4 separate regions of the Sus scrofa genome follow, and regions 1, 2 and 4 are each linked to region 3. The links are chromatin contacts, called in public HiChIP or PLAC-seq maps. All regions are on one chromosome and are shown on one strand. Each heading gives the region's core, a stretch centred on a gene start, on an enhancer-like site or on the middle of the called end of the contact. The rest is flanking DNA. Distances are from core to core; before and after follow the strand shown.

Evidence for each region. HiChIP or PLAC-seq counts read pairs in DNA pulled down with a chosen protein or histone mark.
Region 1: a contact with region 3 is called in an H3K27ac HiChIP or PLAC-seq map of alveolar macrophages. The contact joins two enhancer-like sites. A contact is called at or near these places in 2 of 47 Hi-C or Micro-C datasets (heart right ventricle and skeletal muscle) and 2 of 2 datasets of contacts at active chromatin or transcription factors (alveolar macrophages and skeletal muscle).
Region 2: a contact with region 3 is called in an H3K27ac HiChIP or PLAC-seq map of alveolar macrophages. The contact joins two enhancer-like sites. A contact is called at or near these places in 6 of 47 Hi-C or Micro-C datasets (embryonic fibroblasts, heart right ventricle, mesenteric adipose tissue and 3 more) and 1 of 2 datasets of contacts at active chromatin or transcription factors (alveolar macrophages).
Region 4: a contact with region 3 is called in an H3K27ac HiChIP or PLAC-seq map of alveolar macrophages. The contact joins two enhancer-like sites. A contact is called at or near these places in 1 of 47 Hi-C or Micro-C datasets (embryonic fibroblasts) and 1 of 2 datasets of contacts at active chromatin or transcription factors (alveolar macrophages).

Annotation. Positions count from the first base shown.
Region 1 is chr10:41,272,062-41,274,761 of Sscrofa11.1, forward strand. The region is part of intron 3 of SVIL (supervillin); the gene reads left to right. Among named protein-coding and RNA genes, the nearest start is that of SVIL, 97 kb to the left of the region's middle. Within about 2 kb of position 1,345, at least 1 of the 83 cell types and tissues checked has an H3K27ac peak or open chromatin away from gene starts, as enhancers often do. A contact at or near this core is called in alveolar macrophages, where this site is marked.
Region 2 is chr10:40,623,797-40,626,727 of Sscrofa11.1, forward strand. No RefSeq gene overlaps it. Among named protein-coding and RNA genes, the nearest start is that of MAP3K8, 120 kb to the right of the region's middle. Within about 2 kb of position 1,610, at least 28 of the 83 cell types and tissues checked have an H3K27ac peak or open chromatin away from gene starts, as enhancers often do. A contact at or near this core is called in alveolar macrophages, where this site is marked.
Region 3 is chr10:41,011,679-41,014,378 of Sscrofa11.1, forward strand. No RefSeq gene overlaps it. Among named protein-coding and RNA genes, the nearest start is that of JCAD, 100 kb to the left of the region's middle. Within about 2 kb of position 1,378, at least 4 of the 83 cell types and tissues checked have an H3K27ac peak or open chromatin away from gene starts, as enhancers often do. A contact at or near this core is called in alveolar macrophages, where this site is marked.
Region 4 is chr10:41,497,036-41,499,735 of Sscrofa11.1, forward strand. No RefSeq gene overlaps it. Among named protein-coding and RNA genes, the nearest start is that of SVIL, 320 kb to the left of the region's middle. Within about 2 kb of position 1,441, at least 16 of the 83 cell types and tissues checked have an H3K27ac peak or open chromatin away from gene starts, as enhancers often do. A contact at or near this core is called in alveolar macrophages, where this site is marked.

The DNA of each region.
Region 1 (2,700 bases), core at 95-2,594, 260 kb after region 3:
GCCAGTGACCTCCATGTGACCTTGGAGCTCAAAATATTGTCATCCAAAGCCAGTGAAGTTCCCCCTAAGCTTTGAGAGGGAGAGACAGAGAAAGGCTCAGCTTGATTGATTTTGACCGTCTGGAGGTGAGGGGTGAACTGGTTGAAAAATGTCACAACCCCAAATCATACCCTCCTTTTTTGCTTTTTATTTTATTTAAAAAATTTTGTTTTTATTTGTTTATTTTTTGCAGCATATGGAAGTTCCCAGGATAGGGGTTGAATTGGAGCTGCAGTTGCCAGCCAGCCTGCACCACAGCCACAGCAATGCCAGATCCAGGCCACGTCTGCAACCTACACCGCAGCTCACAGCAACAACGGATCCTTAACACACTGGGCGACACCAGGGATTGAACCCAGGTCCTCATGGATTCTAGTCAGGTTCATTACCCCTGAGCCACAACAGGAACTTCCCTTTTTTGTTTTTTTAAAATTACCCAGCAGGGAGTTCCTAGTGTGGCTCAGGGGTAAGGAGCCTGACTAGTATCCATGTGGACATGGGTTCGATCCCTGACCTTCCTCAATGGGTTAAGGATCTGGCATTGCCATGAGCTGTGGTGTAGTTCACAGACTCAGCTCAGATCCTGTGTTGCTGTCTGTGACTGTGGTGCAGGTCCGCAGCTACAGCTCCAATTCAGCCCAAGCCTGGGAGATTCCATATGCCATGGGTACAGCAATAAAAAGACAAAAAACAAAATTACCCAGTGGTAAAATTATTTGCCCATACTGCAGTCAGCCACCAGCTCAGACTCACAGTGGTATATTTGTGTGGGTATTCGGTGACTATCAGGTGTTGCTTCACCTGATAGTCAAAACCCTCAGTTTATGGAGAAACAGAAAAAAGAAAACGATTCCGAGTCTGGTCCCACCAGAGCAGAAATTAGGACAGAATTCGGATCCTGGTTCTTAGGCTTTTCATCCCCTAAAAATGAGCAACTTCAAGAAATACTTCCAGTCGTTCCTGTTGTGGCACAGCAGAAACAATCCGACTTGTATCCTAGAGAACTCAGGTTTGATCCCTGGCCTCGCTCAGTGGGTCGGGGATGCAGCATTGCGGTGAGGTGTGGTGTAGGTTGCAGATGTAGCTCGGATCTGGCGTGGCTGTGGCTGTGGCTGTGGCTGTGGCTGTGGCCAGCAGCTGTAGCTCCTATTAGACCCCCAACCTGGGAACTTTCATGTGCTGCAAAGTGCAGCCGTTAAAAAAAAAAAAAAAAAAAAGAATACTTCTAATGATTGCTCCAGTTCATTGCCATTTAGGAAGCAGAACTTTCCAGAAGGCAGAAGCAGCTAGGCAGAGAGCTTTGTTGTCTTGCTTTCCAGCTCTGACTGTTCTGGCCATGCTCTGACATCATCCTTCCTTCAGAAATAGGGCTTCTTGGAGTTCCCGTCTTGGCGCCGAGGAAACAAATCTGACTAGGAACCGTGAGGTTGCGGGTTTGATGCCTGGCCTCGCTCAGTGGGTTAAGGACCCGGTGTTGCCGTGAGCTGTGGTATAGGTCGCAGATGCGGCTCAGATCCTGTGTTGCTGTGGCTGTGGTGTAGGCCAGAAACTGTAGTTGCGATCCACCCCTAGCCTGGGAACCAGGTGTGGCCCTAAAGAGCAAAGAAAAAAGAAAAAAAGAAAGAAATAGGTCTTCACGAAGGGAAAGCTGGAAAGTGAGGCTTCTCCCCCAAAAGTGTGCAAGCTGGCTCTATCTTCTTCACTTTCTGCTTAGAAACTGACGAGCCGCCTTGTCACTCTTGTCACTTTCTAACTTCAGAGGGGCATTAAGTATTGATTAGTTAAACCCGAGGAGGGGTAAAAAAAAAAGGCGGGTGTTGTTGCCAAATAAACCCAAGAGCAAGAGATCTAACTGCAGGGCACAGACAGGTATGGCGTGTGTGTGTGTGTGTGTGTGTGTGTAGTGGCACCACTGCTGGGTTCTGTGGGTGCAGAGATAGGTGGGGCCCCTGCCTTCTGGAAGAGTCTAGAGGCTGGAAATCATAGACCATGTCAGGAAGAGCTCAAAGAGGAAATCAAGTCAGCTGAGTCTTAAAGGAGAGTTAGGGGTTTTCCAAGTGACCAGGAATCAAGGGTGTTCTGAGCAGAGTCCAGCTTGGACACAGCAGCCATCAGGGTGGTTTCTCATGGTCACCTACCAGGGGGAGGGATGGTGGGACAGATGGCTATGAGGTAGGAAGGGGTCAGAGGTAGTAGGGACTTAATTACCCATTGGGCCAGCCATCTTCCACCCTCTGGTTGTCACCAGCACAGGGATACTGCATGATGTCCACTTTTGTCACAGCCTCCTGGATGTATCCACATGTGAGGTTGGTGGAAAAAGCAAGACATGAAAATCCCTTCTCATCCAAAAAAGAAAGTCCACTGGAGCTCCCTGGTGGTGCAGCAGGTTAAGGATCAGGCATTGTCACTACTGTGGCTCGGGTTCCATCTCTGGCCTAGGAGCTTCTGCACACCACGGGTGTGGCCAAAAAAAAAAAAAAAAAGGTCCATAGAGGAAGTCACCATAGATCTCAGTGCATATGAGGTAACCTCTGGGTTAAATGCTATTTCCCAAGTATGTATTTGTAACCTGATCTCTTTTCCTCCTTCTGATGAGTATCCCTGGAAGAGGGTAAAAGGGACTTTTTTACAGGGACATTCTTTATTATTATTATTTTG
Region 2 (2,931 bases), core at 360-2,859, 390 kb before region 3:
CCTCGTCCCTCCCTCCTCAAGGAATATACAGAAAAATATCTTTGAGCTCTCCCACAGCACCGAAACCCCCAACAAATGAAAGATGTTGATGACGCATCTTCATTCCAAAAGAAGGATCTGGGCGGGTCCTGCCCTCTGGGCTGGGTGACACTGTCACAGCCATCCTGTGCCCTCTGGGACTTTGGCAGCATCTCTGGCTTCTACCCATAATTACCAGTAGCATCTCCCTCCCAAGTTGCAGCAATCAAAACTGTCTCTGGGGAGTTCCCTTTGTGGCTCTGCTGGTTAAGAACCCGACTAGTATCCATGAGGTTGTGGGTTCGATCTCTGGCCCTGCTCAGTGGGTTAAAGATCTGGCATTGCTATGGCTGTGGTGTAAGGCTGGCAGTTGCAATTCCAACTCAACCCCTCGTCTGGGAGATTCCATGTGCCACAGATATGGCCCTGAAAAGCAAAGCAAAACAAAACAAAAAGTCTCTGGATGCTGCCAGGTGTCACCTGGGGGCCAAAATCGCCTCCCCACCCCCCAGCACTGAGGGTCCCAGATCTCCAGCCCTGGCCCCAGCTGCTCTCCTGGTGCTGGGTGCACTGCTCCAGCCTTGTGTCCTGTGAATCACCACAGATACCCCTTTGGTTAGTCCCGCCAGTGTGGGTTGCAGTGGTAACTCTCCAGCCTAAGTTCAAGCCCAGATCCTCCAGTTGTCAAGACAACGGCCCAACATGACTGAAGAGATAAGGTCATCTCAGGTCCACATGCCCCCAAACACTTCAAATCCAGCAAACCCATCCTCTCGCATCACAGGACCATAAAACAAGCGGAAGGAACAGATGCTGTAAAAAGCAACTATCTCGGACCCCCTGTATGTGTTCTTTCTTTCTTTTTTTTTTTTCTTTTTAGGGCCACACCTGTGACATATGGCAGTTCCCAGGCTAGGGGTCAAACTGGAGCTGCAGCTGCAGGCCTATGACACAGCCACGGCAGCACCAAACCAGAGCCGCATCTGCGACCTACGCCACAGCTCACGGCAATGCCAGATCCTTAACCCACCAAGTGGGGCCGGGGATCGAACCCACATCCTCTAGGAGGGTATGTCAGGCTCTTAACCCACTGAGCCACAGTGGGAACTCCCCCTGTTTGTTTTCCATTTCCCTGGACGGGGATCGCCTGGCTCCACCCCCACCTGTATCAGCCTTCATTTCAGTAACTCCCCAAACAATCCTTCTGCCACCTAGATCCTTGCCTTGGCTTCTGTGTCCCCCTAACCCAGATGACAGTCCTTGCTTCAGCCTGAGCCAGCAGCCACAGCCAGGAGTGCTGGAGTGGGTTAGATGGACTAGAGTGTCTAAAAACTCCAGGAGTACTTCTGTCCACCCAGAAGTTTCCATCTCTGGCAACCAAGTGAATTAATCCAGAAGAACCTTCCAATCTTCCCACACAGCTTCCGAAGGGTCACCAGAGCCAAAGGGAAGAGGAAGACTGGAGGGGAAATGAAAGGAATTCTTGTCTCGTTTTGTGTTTCACAAAGACACATTCAGATGAGCAGTGATCCGTGCTACCAGGTCTTAGTCGTGGGATCAGCACTGGGTGGACAGGGAAACCGAAAGGAAAAGAAGCAGAGGTTTTTGTGGAAAGTCCGTTGGGCAGGAGAGACTGGACGGATGTGAAGTGAACTGTCTCCTGGCCCTTGTTCCTTTTTTCTTGGGTGGCGCCGGGAAACCACATGCTTGCAGAATCGAGCCGTGCCTGAGCTGCAGAGAGAACAGTATCCTTTGAGACTAACAGGTGGAAACAGATGGCACAGAACGGGGGAGGCAGTGGCCCTGGCGGGGACTCTGGGACCAACAGATATGTCAGACTTGGTGAGAAAGAAATGTAGGAGTTCCTGCTGTGGCATAAGGGGATTGGTGGCATCTCTGGAGCATTGGGACACAGGTTCAATCCCCGGCCCAGCGCAATGGGTTAAGCATCCGGTGTTACTGCAGCTGTCATTGCAAAGCAGGGGTACTTGATTAATTGGAGGGAAACAAAGGACCTTTCTGACACAAACAAATGAACTTGGGTTGGGTAACCTGATGGTTAGAAGAGATCTCAGCCTAGACAAAGGATAAGAAGGTTCCAAAAGTTAATCACTCACCAGGCTTCTTAAAAGCCAGGCCACCTGGAGAGAAAGTCTTGCCCTGGTGGCATATTTGTCATAATGTTCTAGAAGAAGAACAAGGATACTTGATGTTACAGATTCCTCCTTCCTGTACAGGGGTTGGACCTGGAGAGGAAGCTTCCCACCTGGGCAGCCACCACCACCACTACCACCCCCGGCCACCAGAAATGTAGTTGTGTTGCGGGCGACATATGTGATCTAACCCAGGCCATCTAGGCTGTTATAACAAAGTACCATAAGCTGGTGGCTTAAGCAACAAGCATTTAGGAGTTCCCATTGTGGTTCAGTGGGTTACCAACCCAACTAGTATCCATGAGGACTCAGGTTCGATCCCTGGCCTCGCTCGGTGGGTTAAGGATCCAGTGTTGCCCTGAGCTGGCATAGGCTGGCAGCTGCAGCTCCAATTTGACCCTTAGCCTGGGAATTTCCATATGCCATGGGTGTGGCCCTAAAAAGCAAAACAACACTGAAAATGTATGTTGATTTCTCACAGTTCTGGAGGCTGGGGAGTCCAAGGTCAAGGCATTGGCAGACTGGGTGTCTGGCGAGAACCTGCTTCCTGGTTCAGGGCATCTCCCACTGTGTGCCCACGTGGTGGAGGGGGAGGGAGCTCTCTGGGGTCTGTTTTCTTTTTCTTTTTTTCTTTTTTGGCTGCCCCGTGGCAGGTGGAGTTCCCTGGCCAGGGATCAGATCCAAACTGCAGTTTCATCCTATGCCAGGGCTGTGGTAAACCTCAGATCCTTTAACCCACTGTGTTGGGCAGGGGATCAAA
Region 3 (2,700 bases), core at 128-2,627:
TCTCAGAGGAGCAGAGTGTTTGGGAAGCATTTTGGATGGTGAGCAAGTGCTCTCCAGGAGAAATGATGACAGAAGCTGCTACACAAAGGAACAGTGTACAGGGAGGCACAGAGCATGGGATGTCATTGGTGGGTGGAAAATTCACGTCCCTCTAAATCCAAGTAGGACACTCTTCATCTATGGGCTTATCTAAAAGAATTCTCCCAACTCGTGCTTTCAGATACTAGAACCACTACCTCGGTGACATGTGCCCTTCCTACTTCTTTGCATCCTGATCCGCATAGGGTCAGTTTGTGAGACTTGTATGAGTTACAAGCTTGACATTGTCCAAGGGCAGGAGAACCCTGAGCAATTTCACCTGCTCAGCCCAGATGTGAGTAAGACACTTGAGAGGTTGGCATGTTTCCAGTTATTAATTAATAGAGATAGATGCACAAAGGGAAATGAAAAGTCCTGTTCTTTGGGGGGATCCTAACAGGGATGGAAAAGGATTCACCTCTCTTGGTTTCCTTAGATTCACAATTTGAGGGGAATCGTATATTAATCCCACCCCCTTGCTGCCTCCTGAGCTCATTTGAATGAAATATTCCCCCAGCACACAGCCCTGCCTTCACAAATGCTGGCTGCTGGGATTTTCTCTCTCCCCTGGAGAGCCATTTGCTTCCTTGCACATGTGGGGCTGAACTTTGCTTCTCCCCTTTCATTCTGCTTAGTAAGCAGACTCTGAATAGGGACACCTGCATCCTATTCATTCTGCAACCTGAGCCAAGGGGTAGAGAAGCTGGTGTGAGGGGCTGAGGGAGGGAGCAGCAGGGCCTCTCGTCCTCCATCCTATCAAAGGAGGCAGTGGGGAGGTTTCAGAGACAGCATCACAGGCCAATAGATAGTGATGCTTCTGGTTGACTGATCAACACACATTCAAGCTGTCACCCATGGATGGTCAGCCTGTCTGTAGCCCCTGTTTCCTTGCTACTTCCCTTTTCATTAAACACACATTTAACTCTTTCTTGGGGCCCTAATAAGACAGACAGTGGAACAGAGGACCAAACAGAAATGTACTGCTTCCTTCCCCAATGATTTAGCACTTTGAACATTTCCATCTTAAAAACATTTACATACCACTTGTAAAGACAGTGGTTATTCTTAAATAAACTCACTTCTAATTTGAAGATAGAATCATCAACATTGACACTAAATATCCCTGTCATCACTATTAGTGGTCACAGTTTCCATGTAGGCACATAAACATTTGCCAGATAAGTGTGTACCATGGCCCCACCATTTCTGGTATTTCAAAATGCTGTGGCTGGGAGCTCCTTGACAGAATGAATATGAATGGTGATTCATAGCACCCTCATCATATTTGTTTTGCTATGAGTGGACATTTAGGTCACATTTTCCATTCGTTTCTCAAGCTGGCCGTGAGCAGTGAGGTCTCAGATGAGCTTGCCTGGGGTGATGACTTGCCATCTAGCCATATGCCAAGTGTTTTGTAGACACCCCATTAATTTACACCTTTTCAGGTGGTTAGCTTATAGGAGGCTGAAAATCAAAATACTGTCCATAACAGATGAACTGATAAGCAAAATATTGTATAGACATGCAATGGAACATTTTCCTTAAAAAAGGAAGGACAGGAGTTCCTGTCATGGCTCCGTGTTAACCAACCCAACTAGTATCCATGAGGATGTGGGTTTGATCCCTGGCCTTGCTCAGTGGGTTAAGGATCCAGTGTGGCCGTGAGCTGGGGTGTAGGTCGCAGAAGCAGCTTGGCGTAGATTGGCAGCTATGGCTCTGATTCGACCTCTAGCCTGGGAACTTCCACATGCTGCCGGTTAGCCCTAAAAGCAAAAAAAAAAAAAAAAAAAAAAAAAAAGGACACCCTGACCCATGCTACAAGCTGGATGACCTTGAACTTGAGGACATAATACGAGGTGAAATAAGGCAGTCACAAAAATAGATTTATTGTAAAGTTTGCTCTTCTATGAAGTACCTTGACTAGTCAAATTAATGGAAACAGAAGGTAGGATGGTGGTGGCCAGGGATTGGGGGAGACAGATTTCAGTCCAAGAAGATGAAAAAGTTCTGAAGGTGGGTGGTGGTGATGGATGCACAGAAGTTCACATGGACTTAAAGCCACAGAACTGTATGTACGCTTAAAGATGGCTGAAATGGTAACTTTTATAAATATGCATATGTATGTATTTATATGTATATATTATTTATTGCTCCAATAAAAAAGTTTAAATTCTGTCACGTGATAAATTGATATTACAAAGAGACTTTCTTTGATCAGTTCGGGAATTTCTATCCTAAAATTCCTTTTTTCCCCCCTCAAACTCCACTGTAGCTGTAGATTGAACACACTGGTTTTTAATGATGGGGTGATTTTCTACGCACCAGCTATGACATCTTTTCCGCAGGGTCTTACAAAAAGCAAGCTTCTCTCTTCTATTCGCCACAACATATTTAATTTGCCTCTAAGGAGATAGGGTAACTTTCCAAAGACCTCCTGAGTATTTCTCGTTTAGATTCCTTTCCACTCCCTTCCTAGGAACTCTGAAGAAAAATGTTCCAACCTGTCTGGCCCGAAGCAAGCTGGCTGGGCGCCCACCCCCGCTGGGCCAGGGCCTCTGAAGGTGAGGAATTCGGTCCACTCCAGACGCTGCATGCAGATGGTGCACCATTGCATCAGCCCTG
Region 4 (2,700 bases), core at 191-2,690, 490 kb after region 3:
TGAACTGAAGGATGAATTAGGGTTTGCAAACTAAATAATGACACCAGGCTATATTGCTGACACAGCAGGGACGACAGCTTTGAGTGCAGCCCTGCCCATGTATTTATTTATCATTTATTTATTTTCCTTTTAGGGCTACACCTGCGGCACATGGATGTACCTGGGCTCGGAGTCGAGTCAGAGCTGCAGCTGCTGGCCTACACCACAGCCATGGCAATGCTGGATCTGAGCCGCATCTGCGACCTACAACGCAGCTTGTGGCAAAGCCGGACCCTTAACACAGTGAGCGAGGCCAAGGATCAAACATGCATCCTCATGGACACGAGTCGGGCTCTTAGCCAGCTAAGCCACAGTGGGAACTGCCCATGTGTTTAAAATAACCTATGTATTCCATTTAGAATGGATAAGCAATGAGGTCCTACTGTACCACAAACTATGTCCAGTCTTTTGGGGTAGACCATGGCGGAAGATAAGAAAAAGAATGTATACATATGTAGGACTGGGTCACTTTGTTGTATAGCAGAAATTGACACGATATTATAAATCAACTATACTTTAATAAAAAAGAAAATTACATAACCTATTAGTCAGTGATAATGTCCCCGTGACTTGTCACTCTTTCCACCCGGTTGTTGGTAGCACTGACCTTGGACGTGGCAGGGGTTCACTCCAAGCTTTGTATCTCCTAGGCCTCACCCCATGTCCCCAGCTTGGCAGGGCTTCCCCGAGCTAGGGAAGAAGGGCTGAGACTCTGCCATCTGTCAAGGTGAAGGGTCTGTGGACTGACTCAGGCCCAGGGGACAGCCATGGTATTGGATGCAGGAAAACGTCAGTGACTCATCTTTCTCTGCTCGGCCAGGCAAGATGGCAGCATCCGCCTCAGGTAAAGGAACCTCATTTGAAATTCACCCCAAGTCCCCAGTGCCTTCACCAGTTCCTTCCGCCTGAGAAGTGGTCTGCGGTTTGTCACATTGGGCCATCGTGTGGGGCCACGGCAAGTTGCAGCTCTGGAATTTAATCATCATATTGAACAACTCATTTCTAAATTGGGCTGGTGATCAAGACAGTCTTACAAGAATATGAATCGTTGGATGTTTGCAGCCAGAGGATACGGAACAGCCCGGATTTTATGGCTCATTCTAGATAATGGTGACACATGGCTGAGAAATGCTTCTGCTTCCTAACGCCGTAAATTGGATGGTGTTTATTATAATGCAGCTAGAGCAGAGACACTTTATCATAAGAGCTGCTGCCCCCATATGGCAAATCATTACTCAGCGTATACTTGATAAATTGGTCATCATTCATAGGCAGAGAAGCTGATAGAGCCCCGTTTTATTTGCAGGAGAGCAGGCAATATGTTATCTTCCTGGGCTGATGTTTTTTCCACCAGAAATGTTATGCTGCTTCCTGTGCGTTGCTGAGCATTGTGTCAATGTCATGGGTCACGTGGGCATTAATGCCCAGCGTGGAGGAGGAACCATGGCTGAGCTCAACAGTCTTTTCAGAGGAGGTCCTTAGAAAGAGATTTTCATCTGCAAATTTAATCTCTCACTCCCCAGATGGAAAAAGAGAGAGGAAGGAATGATGGCCATGAGTAACTTTGTTCCCCAAAGCTGGCCAGGCCACGAAAGACAAGTCACAATGACTTCTAAATACAGGAAGGCAATGGTGGACTGTGGTTTGGTTGATGGTGGGAGGCTGGGCTCCCAGACGTGGCCCCCACAGGGAACTTGGCAAGCACTCCCTGGTGATGGAAATCTTTCCCAACCGAGAACGTGGTATTGCTGCAGGGGACAGAGCTGTGCTGCATCCACAGAGCTGCTGTCACAAGGCAAACTGGTCCGGGCCATGGTTCCTGACTCCATTCGCCAGCAGCATGAGTCAGTACAGCACGTGGTCAAGTGACAGGGGGCTAAAGGTCCTCAGACACAGCAGTCAGGCCGGTGTGAGCTGTGAGTGGACATTACTCACGAGGTCCCAGACACCCCTGGAGCCACAAAGACGCTTCCCAGCATCTAGAACTTTCCAAGGTCTAGTGATACCCTTGGCCACACAACAGCCTCTCTGAGTCACCAGAGTAACTCACCTTGAAGTCACCTATGGGTATTTACTGAGTCTCAGCAGCAAGCCCAGTGTGGTGATAGGGGAGGCAGGGGCACAGGTGGGCCACAGCTAGGGAACCACAATCGCCTTCGCAGCGTTGTTCCTGTCTTCAGATGCTCTCGCAAACACTGTCTCGAGGGGATGCGACCAGGTGAGCAGGTGAGCTTGCAAATTCCAGTTCCACCACGAGTGGGCACCCTCGGCCTCCTCCCTGGTGCCTCTAGGCATCCATTTAATCTTCCAAAAAGGAGAGTCCACGCTGGTCCCTATGCAGCTGGGTTTCCACAAGGATCCAGGGCATCCTCCATGACAAGCAATGGGATGCTGGCCGTCACCACCCACCATCCCTGTGTCACAGAAGGAAATACTGGCCAAAGGGCACAGAGAGCAGAATGTAAAAAACGTTACTGTTTTTTGTTTGTTTTTTGTCTTTTTGGGGTGCACCTGTGGCATACAGAGGTTCCAGGGCTAAGGGCTGAATTGGAGCTGCAGCTGCCAGTTTACACCACAGCCACAGCAACACCAGATCCAGCTGCATCTGTGACCTTCACCACAGCTCACAGCAATGCCAGATCTTTAACCACTGAGAGAGGC